Linked DNA regions of Mus musculus: region 2 is linked to region 1. A link is a contact called in public promoter capture Hi-C data. All regions are on one chromosome and are shown on one strand. The core of a region is the stretch at or near the end of the contact, and the rest is flanking DNA. Distances in the headings are between cores, read along the strand shown. Region 1 holds the start of Chrna1os (cholinergic receptor, nicotinic, alpha polypeptide 1 (muscle), opposite strand). Region 2 has its middle 91 kb from the start of Lnpk.

What was found. Promoter capture Hi-C pulls out the DNA fragments that hold promoters and counts their contacts.
Region 2: a promoter capture Hi-C map of the HPC-7 cell line shows a contact between it and region 1, with 5 times the contacts expected there. The contact joins the enhancer-like site here to the promoter of Chrna1os in region 1. A contact is called at or near these places in 8 of 39 promoter capture datasets (the C10 cell line, the HPC-7 cell line, HPC-7-derived erythroid cells and 4 more).

The regions. Positions count from the first base shown.
Region 1 is chr2:73,582,269-73,587,431 of GRCm38.p6, reverse strand. It overlaps Chrna1os (cholinergic receptor, nicotinic, alpha polypeptide 1 (muscle), opposite strand), which reads right to left and starts at 2,572. Exons shown (of 2, transcript NR_153820.1): 1 at 2,425-2,572.
Region 2 is chr2:74,484,988-74,490,150 of GRCm38.p6, reverse strand. No RefSeq gene overlaps it. Among named protein-coding and RNA genes, the nearest start is that of Lnpk, 91 kb to the left of the region's middle. Within about 2 kb of position 2,285, at least 8 of the 459 cell types and tissues checked have an H3K27ac peak or open chromatin away from gene starts, as enhancers often do.

The DNA of each region.
Region 1 (5,163 bases), core at 1,323-3,822:
ACACAAGTGAAGAACAATGTTTAACATTTCACACCTCCTAGAATAGAAACTCAGGCAGCTGACGAATGGAGGGTGGAATGTTCATGATCTTGACTCTAAATCTCAGCAGAGACTAAAGTTTGCTTATGTAACTGACACAATCCCAGGATTCCGCGTGGTCCAATCTTTGCATTGGTCCAGTTCAGAGAAATGGAGCAGAGAACACGTCTTTTCTCTCTTGAGAAAAAAATGTCAAAGCTGGGAGTAAGTTTTAAATATCTTAACAATGTCCCTTAAAATTACAATCCAGCTTTCTCTGTCACTATCAAGTCAGTCCTGGCTGCCTTCCTGTTTGTCCAGCCTCCCCACACAGCTCAGGTCCTTCTCGGACCTAGCGAACCCCCCCAGCCCCCCCCCCCCCAGTCATTGTCATTCACTCTGGTCTCCCCCAGCAGGCAGGCAGTCGCAGTCCTGTTTTTGCAGATGGCAGTTACTGAGACTCTGCAGGGCACTCTTCGGTTGCCACAGGAGACTCCCTCTTCTTGGTTTGTGCCTGATCCAGGGACTATGAAGAGCCAGCCGGAACAGTACTTTCCCATCAAAGCATTTCCTGCATTATCCAAGGGGCCAGACCCAGCTATAATTTCTAGTCACTGGTGTCCTAGTTAGGGTTTCTATTGCTATGATAAAGTGCCATGACCAAAAGCAACTTGAGGACAAAAGGGTTTGTTTCAGCGTAGGGTTCTGCATACAATAGTGCATTTTCAAAGAGAATACTGACAGGAACTGACACAGAGCAAGAACTCAAGGCAGGAGCTGATTGGTGCAGAGGCCATGGATGGGTGCCATTTACTGGCTTGCTCCTATGGCTTGCTCTGCCTGCGCTCTGGATGCTAACCCAGGAACATCAGAACTGGCATCAGAAACGTCCCATTCTGGAGCCGGGGAGATGGCTCAGTGAGTAAAGTACTTGCCACACAAGAAAGAGGACCTGGTTTCAGATCATTAGCATCCACATAGGCATCTGGGCATGGTGCCCTGTGTCTGTAATCCCAGAGCCGGGGAGGTAGAGACAGATGAACCCATGCAGTTTGCTGACCTGCCAATCTAGCTTAATCGTTGAGTTCCAGGTTTAGTAAAAGACCCTATCTCAAGGAAGGTGTGACTAGGCATGGTGGCACACAGCATTAATGCCAGCGCCCCAGAGGCAGAGTCAGGTGGGTCTCTTTGAGTTCAGGGCCAGTCTGGTCTACAAAGCGATATCCAGAACAGCCAGAAGAAAGAAAGAAAGAAAGAAAGAAAGAAAGAAAGAAAGAAAGAAAGAAAGAAAGAGAGAAAGAAAGAAAGACAGTGAAGAGTGATTGAGAAAGCTGGCCTTCAATTGCCCAACATACATATATACATACATACATGTGTACACACAGACCACACACATGAACATATATACACACAAAGAAACATCAAATTCTGGCTTGTCTGCAACTTGTAGTCTAAGTGAACTCGGACACATCACAGGTAACTGATAAATTATTTCTCTGGCGGAGAAATGAGCCAATTCAAGCCAGATTAGCGATATTTATAAAGGCAGGTTTATTGGGAAACTGCACACAGGAGAGATCACTGGTTCCAAGAAATGAGGCCAAGTCGCCATGGAGAGGGAGACAGAGGGGGTGGGGGGAGTGGAGGAGGGAGGAAGAGAAAGAGAGAAAGCTCGCACAGAGAAAGGGAGAAAAGAGAGAAGGGCGGAGAGCGGAATGTCTGATTCATAAAGGGAAGAGCCTCTGGGGGGAGGGGAAGCCCAACCTCTGGGCTGGGAAGTTTAGAGTAGAGGGCATGCTTTGCCAGGTAGGTACTGAGGGATGCTGGGAGAACCCGGAAGCCAGGTCCACTTTGGTATGTTAAATATTCAGCCCAGTTTCTTGTTCTGGGTCTGAATCCCAACAGTAACACCACTCCGCTGAGGAGAGCGAAAAGGGAGACGTCAGGACTCTCTCCCTGACTCAGGGATGATGTCCTCTTCCGCTCTCAGAAAGGGAGAGCTTGTAACTAGATAGGACCGCCATGCCTACTGCTGTGAACCACAGCTCCAAGACTCAGAGGCCGCGAAAGAATCGAAGAATCTGGCTTGTGTCTCATAGGAAGCACTGTGTGATCCATTTGATCACAAAACTATCAACTTGAAGTGCATGGTTCAGAGCTTGTCTGTGTGTTTGGGGGTGGAGGTGAGTCTGATAGCACAGCACATACCTGTAAATATAAACACTCAGGGAATGAGGCCGGGGAATTGCAGATTAGCTTGGAGCATATAGAAAGACCCTGTCTGACAACAAAAATTCCAAACAATAACAAAATAGAATTTAAAAGTCCGAGCATTTCCGACAGACCAAGATAAAGGCAGATTCCTGGATAAGATTTGTCGGCCTTGGGAAAAAAAAAAAAACAAACCGTCAAATTCATTGCAGCCAGCTCTCCGACTGTTCAGTTCCTCCGGACTTCATGCCGCACAATGTCAGGAGCTGAGCTGGACTTTTGCTGAGACCCTTCTGAGGGGAGTCCTAGGCTGGCTTGCTTGGTGTTTCCGCTTGTGGATAGCAAAAGGCTTCAGAGCCCCGCGGGGGGGGGGGGGGGGGGCGGCCCTTTCAGAGAGGGCTCTGCGGCTGGATCACCACTTCAATGACCGTCTGTTGCCACCTGCTGGCCGCTGGGCTGCTGCACAGCACTGCACAAGGATGTTTCACGGGTTGAGGGGCGGGGGTGGGGGTGGGGGCTCCTAGGAGCCCCAAATGTGGTGGCACAGGACTTTTATCCCAGAAGTAGGTGAGTTCAAGTTCAGTCTTGTCTGCATAGCTAGTTCCAGGCTAGGCAGGGACCCCGTCTCAGTTAAAATAAAATTAAAATTCGGGTGGGACATAGGCAGCACTAATTAGGTTGGGTTGTAATTTTGTTTAAAAGAATAGGATGTGAATTTGGGAAGAGGATGGGCACAGGAGGAGTTGAGGGTGGGGGTTGGAAGTAGGTGTAACCTAAATACATTGTATACATACATGAAATTATGTAACAATATAATATAAAAATCTAATAAAGAATAAACTTTGTAATATGTGAATGGGGATAGAAGTGACAGATCCACTGTAATCCGTTCATCAAACCATGAAACTCAGTGAAACTCAGCTTTTGATTGCTTCTGTATCATGTCGTTTGATGAGCTTTTATAGATATGTTCTCTTTCATTCATTCACTAGTCAGTCATAAACACTTTGGAGGGACCCAGAATGGCACTGGCGTTATTGATAGAATGAGGGTCACATTCTCATTGTTGCCTCAAATAAAAGCAAGCAGTACAATCTATCCTAGTCTATTATTATTTTGATACAGGTCTGACAATAGCCTGGGCTGACCTGGAACCAGTAATCCTCTTGCCTCAGCCTCTGCAGTGGTGGGATTCCAGGCTGAGCTACCACACCCTGCCACTCTACTCTTGAATTATAATTTACTTCCACTTACCCCTCAGCAACAACGACTTACTGACTCTCCATCCTCCACAGGCTGAAGCAACAACCAAGAGCAAAGAGACCCAGGCATGACTCTTGTCACTGTAAAGTCCAGTAGAAGAGACAGATGTTGATCAACTGCAGAATTGACATCACAGTGCAATGTGGTAGGGTCAAAGGAACAGTTCCAATAAAAGGGGCCTCAGAGACCTCCTAAGTTCTAGATAGAGACTCAGGCTATTTGGTATGCACTGAAGTTACTTAAGCACTTCTGCCTTGGGGGGAGTGTAACCCAGTGGGCTGATCTGTATGTATAAAGATTCTCACCGCATGATTTTTTTATACAAGCTAATGCACACGGAGATATAAAGAAAGCTGCCCAAGTATCCAAAGATAAGAGTTGCTTAAGCAAATTATGGTATACTAAAAAAAAAAAAAAATCTAGAGCCACTGGATACGTCTCTTTTCTTCCTGCTCTTGGCTACACACTCACTGTTACTGGATCATTGTGATCTTCATGCAAATACGTTGTGAATTCTCCTCTTGAAAATAAGAAGGCCCCACCTCAATTTTTCCCCTACATCCCTCACTGTCTCCCACACGCCTCTTTGTCACCCTTTGCAAAGGTGCATCCCCAATTCTGCCCCCTCCTAAATCTGCTCTGGCCAGGACGCTGTGTGTGTCAAAGTCACCAGTGGTCTCCATGTCACTAAGTCCCACACTCATGTCACATGTGGTCCACTAGCAGTGCCAACACAGCCTCCCAGGGTCCTAACTGTCCCCTGCTCAGGTCCTCCTTCGGGCCCCCAGAGCTGTTCTGCCTTTCATTTTCCTCCCGTGTCTGGCTTCCTCTTTCCCAGTCTTCATTGCTCCCTCCTCCCTCCTCCCAAGCTTTGAATGTTCATTTTCTTCTCTACCTGCATTCACACCTTTAACCTGATCCATTCAAAGCTTTATCTATTTTACTTGTTTTTTAAAAGCTTTTGTCTTTAAATTGTTTATTGTGCTTATTTATGTATGTGTTTACCTGAATATGATATATGAACTGACTCATGTGCTAACACATATGTGCAGGTCTGAAGAACTTACAGGGCTCAGTTTTCTTTCCTCCATGTGGGTCCTGGGGATTGAACTGATCCATTTCATTGGCCTCATTCATTCATTCATTCATTCATTCATTTGGTGCTGGAGATGGAACCCAGTGCTTGCTAGGCAAGCCTTCCACTAGGAGCCACTCCCAGCCCCAGCCCTGACCTTCTTCAACCAGAGCTGTTGTAGCGCAAAGCCCTCTTTCCATGTTATTTATTCCTTACTCTTTGGAAATTGAAGCAGAAGACTCCGAATCTCCAGATTTGTTTCTCATCTGCTCTCATCTCTACCTTGTCCCGACTTGCTAAGCAATGCCAGTGAGTCCCAGAGAGAGTCTCCAGGACCCAGGAGAGACATCTTACCCTTCTAGCCTCTGCACAGCTGAGTGCCACCCCATGGCAGCCTTGGCTTTGCTTGGGACATCCTGGATCTTTGAGTGACTGTGGAGGAGTGTACCCCACTACCCTACTCCCACTCAGAAATCCATGAATGAAAACAAAACATTTGTTTATTATGAACAGCTATAGAAATTTTGGGGATTATTTGTACAGTAACTAGGGATGATTAACACACAACTCTAGAGGTTGGAGAGATTACTCTGCGG
Region 2 (5,163 bases), core at 1,036-3,535, 900 kb before region 1:
GCACATTGGTGCACATTTTATTTTGTTCTATCAAGATTTTATACCGCTTATATCCTCTTTGCAGCGTTTTACATAGATGGGCGGGCTGCGGGAAGGTGGTTCAGCTCAGGGTTCAATGGAAGTCAAGAGACATTTCACTTCGGGAGAGGAGAACCTCTGAGGGGAGCATCCGTGATGATGGGAGGTGTGAAGAGTGCTCTCAGAACCTGCAGTGCGCAGGCAAGGGAACAAAACCCCCCTCAAGCCCTTCAAATGTCCACCGCATCCGAGAAAGAGGGTGGAGAGATTCTACTTACCTAGAGGGATTCTACTGGGGACGAACTCACTTCCGGCTTTCCTCCCTCTCCTTGGACTGATGAGCCCAGTTGAGGTTCAATCTATCCATAAGATGGGATGCCAGAATCGTGCCTGCCAAGCCGGATCCCTCCAGTAAAGACCTGAGATGCCTTTAAAAACCCCATCTGTAGCCAAAGTGTTATTCACTCAGATAAGTGGTTGTGGTACCTCTGTGGGTACAAAACTTTTACAGACTTAGGCTCATTCTTTAATTTAATCTTGCTTCCCGGGCCTCCATGTGGTGCTAATGCTGCAAGTCTCGGAGGAGCTGGTTACCCAGCCTGGTAGACAAATCAACAAAAGCAACGAGTTCCTAAATCTGCGGCACAGGCTATAAACTCTCAATGTGTTCTCATCTGCTGGAAAGGGCATTCAATCTCCAGCAGACACGTACTTTTCTTGTATTTACAGGTTCAGCCCAAACATTAATGGGAAAATTCCATTTCTCAATAAGGTTAAACATACCTCGTACGGGAGCCCAGAGCTGGGCTTGGCTCTTCATCCAGAGAACATTGTAGCTTCGTTCCCTCTTATTTTCCTTGTATGTCTTGGTCTCTTAGAGCTTAATTTTATTTACTTGCAAAATGAAGGGGAAAAAAATTGGAAAGACTTACAGTGGAAAATGTCTTTATAGACTCTTCCATTGAGTAGGCAGCCAAAAAACCTAAATCAATTAATAAGCAATCAAATTTACTTAATGTTATAAATTGCTCAGGGAAGCCCTGTGGCTGTTGGTCTGAGTTGCTAAGGAGTTGGAAGAGGGTAAAGCAGCATATTTTTGTAGGAAGTTTTGTAGGAATACACTGGCATAGGGGCTGCTATTGAAATCCTATTCAGACGCAACATTATTTTTTGTTAAATAGTTGAATCAATTCAAACATCTGGACAAACGTAAGAGTTTTTTAAAAATGTCATGGACTAAATGTTTCACATATCTTCTCACTCTTTGATGGCACTAGACTGGAAAACAATTTGGAGAAAACAAATTTTTATGAAAATGCTGGAGATGAATATGCAAAACCTAGCTGATGATCTTTCCAGGGCCGACGCCCAGTGAGAACTTCAGGGAGGGAAGTAAGTGAGAGTTTGGACTTTCTCGAGGGATCCCTAGGTAATTGTGATGTGCAGCCATGGCTAGCTGGGGAACCACAGACCCGGGGCCTACCAGCTGCTCTTCATCTCCATGGCAACAGGGGAAGAAGCAGGCATTAACTGTGGCACTAAGTATTTAGGGTGATGTGAGTTTGTGTTTAATTACTAGATTTGCATTTGCCGTTATAACCCGTTAGTGGCTATCTTCTCTGTGGCCTGTGCCTACGATCTGGGTAAGCTGCCTCCTGGTGAATGCTTTTGGTTATAGAGTCTTATAGGCATTTACAAAACACACATAAAGGAGCGTTATATTAGAAACCAATATAACTTTTTCTCTAGGGACTCATACTGTTAAAATTAGAGCATAGAACATAGATCTAATTTTAAGTATAAACAATGGAATAAAGTAGAACAGTGTATAAGTCAATATAATATGCCCAGATACACATTAAAGAGCAGTGCTTAGCAAGCCTTGACTATTACAATGCATATTTAATCTAATCCTGGTGTGCGTTGCTGGGACCAAACTGGAAAGAGAGTGTATTTGACTTTATTAGACATTAGAGTTCTCTGTCGCTTGTTCTCAAAACTCTCCTTCCCTTGAGTTTATGGAAAGAAGTGTGCTTTTCCTGTAACGTCGGGCATCATGGAGGAAGGTTAACATTAATACTGTGCATACAGTTTTCCCTCTGAACATTTTATATTTTGTTTGCTTGTTTCCTGCTCTCCATTTACAGAGATGTCTGCTCCTCCCACAGAATCACATTAGATTTCTTTTTCCCTCCTGTCAAGAGAAGGTTTTGCCTAAGTCAACTCTTCTCCCCAAGCTCCCTGTGCACGAGGCTTTATAAAGTCCTTCAGTACGCCTCTGTTATTTATCAAAACCATGACGATACGGAATGTATTAAAGCTGGAACATTGCTCAATTTCATCTTTTTTTTTTTCTTTTTCAAATCAGGAAGTGTCTTTAAACAAAACCGAGTGTTGACTACATGTTGTGTGTGCATCCCCTGATCCATCTTAGGGAAGAAATGCTTATCTTACTACCTGAAGTCCATGCAAATCACGGGGGGAAATTAAAGAATGATTACATGGCTTCATAACCAAGTTTAGTTGTGCAAATAGACTTAAAGTCATTTTTAAAGATCTGGAATTCAACTTTCTCAATTGTGGTCTTGAATAGGCAGGAAGACAAACATTGCTTACAATCTATAGTGGCTTTTTTTTTTTTCGTAAAACTGTGAGGAAGGAAACCACACATTACTTGAAAATCTTTTACAATTAGAAAACATTGTAAAATCAGTGTTATATATGCTGTAGAAAACCAGGGAAACACAATTTAAAAAAAAAGAAAAGAAAAGTAGAAAAAAAAAACCCCAAGCTTCATTTCTAAAGGGTAGAACAGTTGATACTTTTAACAGAATTATGAATTATAAAAATAGATTAATAACTCAGAAAGGTCTTATAGGAGATTAAAGTTATTTTTCCTATCATGTTACTATTTGATAATATATTTAATAGCAGAATGCCCTAAATGGACATTGTAGGAATTTAAGTAAGAATTCCTAACAATTATTTTGTGTTTCAACTAAGCCAAATCGGCACTTACTCTTCCCTCGCCAGTGCTGGAGAGCTGCCCTCAGGAGGCAATCAGTTATTTATCACAGAATCATTTCCTGGGACGATACTGTGGGTTAATGGTGTTGCATCAGTAATATTGTGAAATGTCTACAGACCAATGTTATGAAAAAAATCAAAATTTCAAGTGTTAGGTACATTGTCTGAAATATGTCTTCAAGGATTAAGAAGCATATGCTACAAAACACACTGTAAAGCACCATGTGAACGAAGTGAGCGCTAAGCTCTTGAGTCTGGTCGCGCTCTACAGTTTTCTGCAGGTCAGACATTGCTGTAGTGCATATCTTTCATTGTAGTGCATATCATTCAAAATGGCATTTTGAAATCAAAATCCACAACACAAGTTAACAGGCTGCATCGTTTCCTGGGTACCATACGTGGGATGCAGAGGAAGAGATTTAGAGCACCAAGCATCTTCAGACCATTTCCTGTGTTTCTAATCACATGGCAGCTGTTTGTGCCATAATAGTCTGCCCTGAGTTTTATAGAAGCAACATTTTTTAATTGAGTGCTTTGAAGAGACTTCAGAACCATGTAGAGAGCCGAATAGGGGCCCTCTGTGTGGCGGGGCTGGCTTGTAACACAGTTTGAAATGGTTTTCAGGCACAGTCACGGCCCTCCCTTTCGGCTCCCTCCTTTCTCAGGAATCAGTGCCCAGGCATCAACACTCCTGAAATGCTTTGGATAAAACCCATTTATGCAAAAATAACATTGGGAACCAGAGGTAGCAGGAGCTGTCTCTCTTGTTCCCTTCCCCAGCCTCAGCAACAAAAGGGTCACCAGAAACCACCGCAGGTATGGCTCTGTAGGTGAAAACTGTCTGGGTCGGGCAGCCTCACTCTTTTACTGCTCGCTGTGAAAGTTTTCTGGAGGGCACAGCACTGATTGCCAACGACCTTTCCTTTAATGACAGAACTCACAAAACGAGCTCGGGTATTTCTTTACTTTGGTAGAAGCAGATAGTGAAACAGAGGGAGGAGCTTACACTATAGAACATGAGTTGTTTTACTGCCATAGAAAACCCATTTGATCGTCAGTATTTATGGTCCCACATCTTGAATTCAGCCAACCGAGAACTGCAAATATTTTTAAAAAGTGTATCTGTATTGAGCAATACAGACATTTTGTTCTTACCATTCTTCTCTAAAGAATTTATTACAACAATGATTTACATAGTATTTGTGTTGAGTTAGACACTGTAAGCCACGCAGGGATGACTTGTGATCCTACAAACTGAAGTAGGTAGGTCATATGCAAATATATCGTTTTATATGAACAACTTAAGCATCACATATTTCAGTATATATGGGGGGTGCAGGTCTTGCAATCCATCCCTCACAGATATGGAAGGATGACTGCACTGCAGTTCTCCCAGTGAGCTGGTTGAGAGGAGAAAACATGAGTCAGATCTTGGAAGAGAGGGACAAAGGAATTTTTCAGAGGCCATTCAAGGGCTTGGGCTGTCTGGTACAATGGCTTTGTGCCACTCATGATCACAGGTGTGTCGTCTGGTCAGTGGTCAGTTTTACAATAGGGACATCAGAGAATCACAGAGTCCTTGAACTGAAGAAGAGACTCTGGATGCTTGGCTTCCGTCTTGGAACTCAGGGTTCAAGGGTCACTTGTCAGTTGTGAATGCTTTCTCCTAACAGACCTGCAAATCCATTCAGCACAGCGAGATAGGTGCTTCTCTGTGTATGAGACAAAGCTCACCCTCCATTGACAGCCAAGCTCTGGTGACCGAGGTAAAGTCATAGTAGCTGTTGAGAAACCATTGATCATTATTTTTAAAGATCAAATTCTTAATTAATACATGGTAATTCATATACTTACAAGGTACATTGTGACATTTCAATACACATAAATGATCATTTCTCATTTTTTGTGTGTGTGTTTGGAAAGTTAAAAATCCTTTCTGTTATCTTTTTTGAATTATAATCATTGCCAAGTCTAGCTCCTACTTTGTTGTAGGATTTTAGGTACCTAGCAACCAACCTCAATCCCAGGAACCCACAGAGAAGAGAGAACAAACTTATTTGTGTTGTCCTTGGGCTTCCACAGGTTTGCCATGGTGTTTTACATGCAAGAACATGTGCA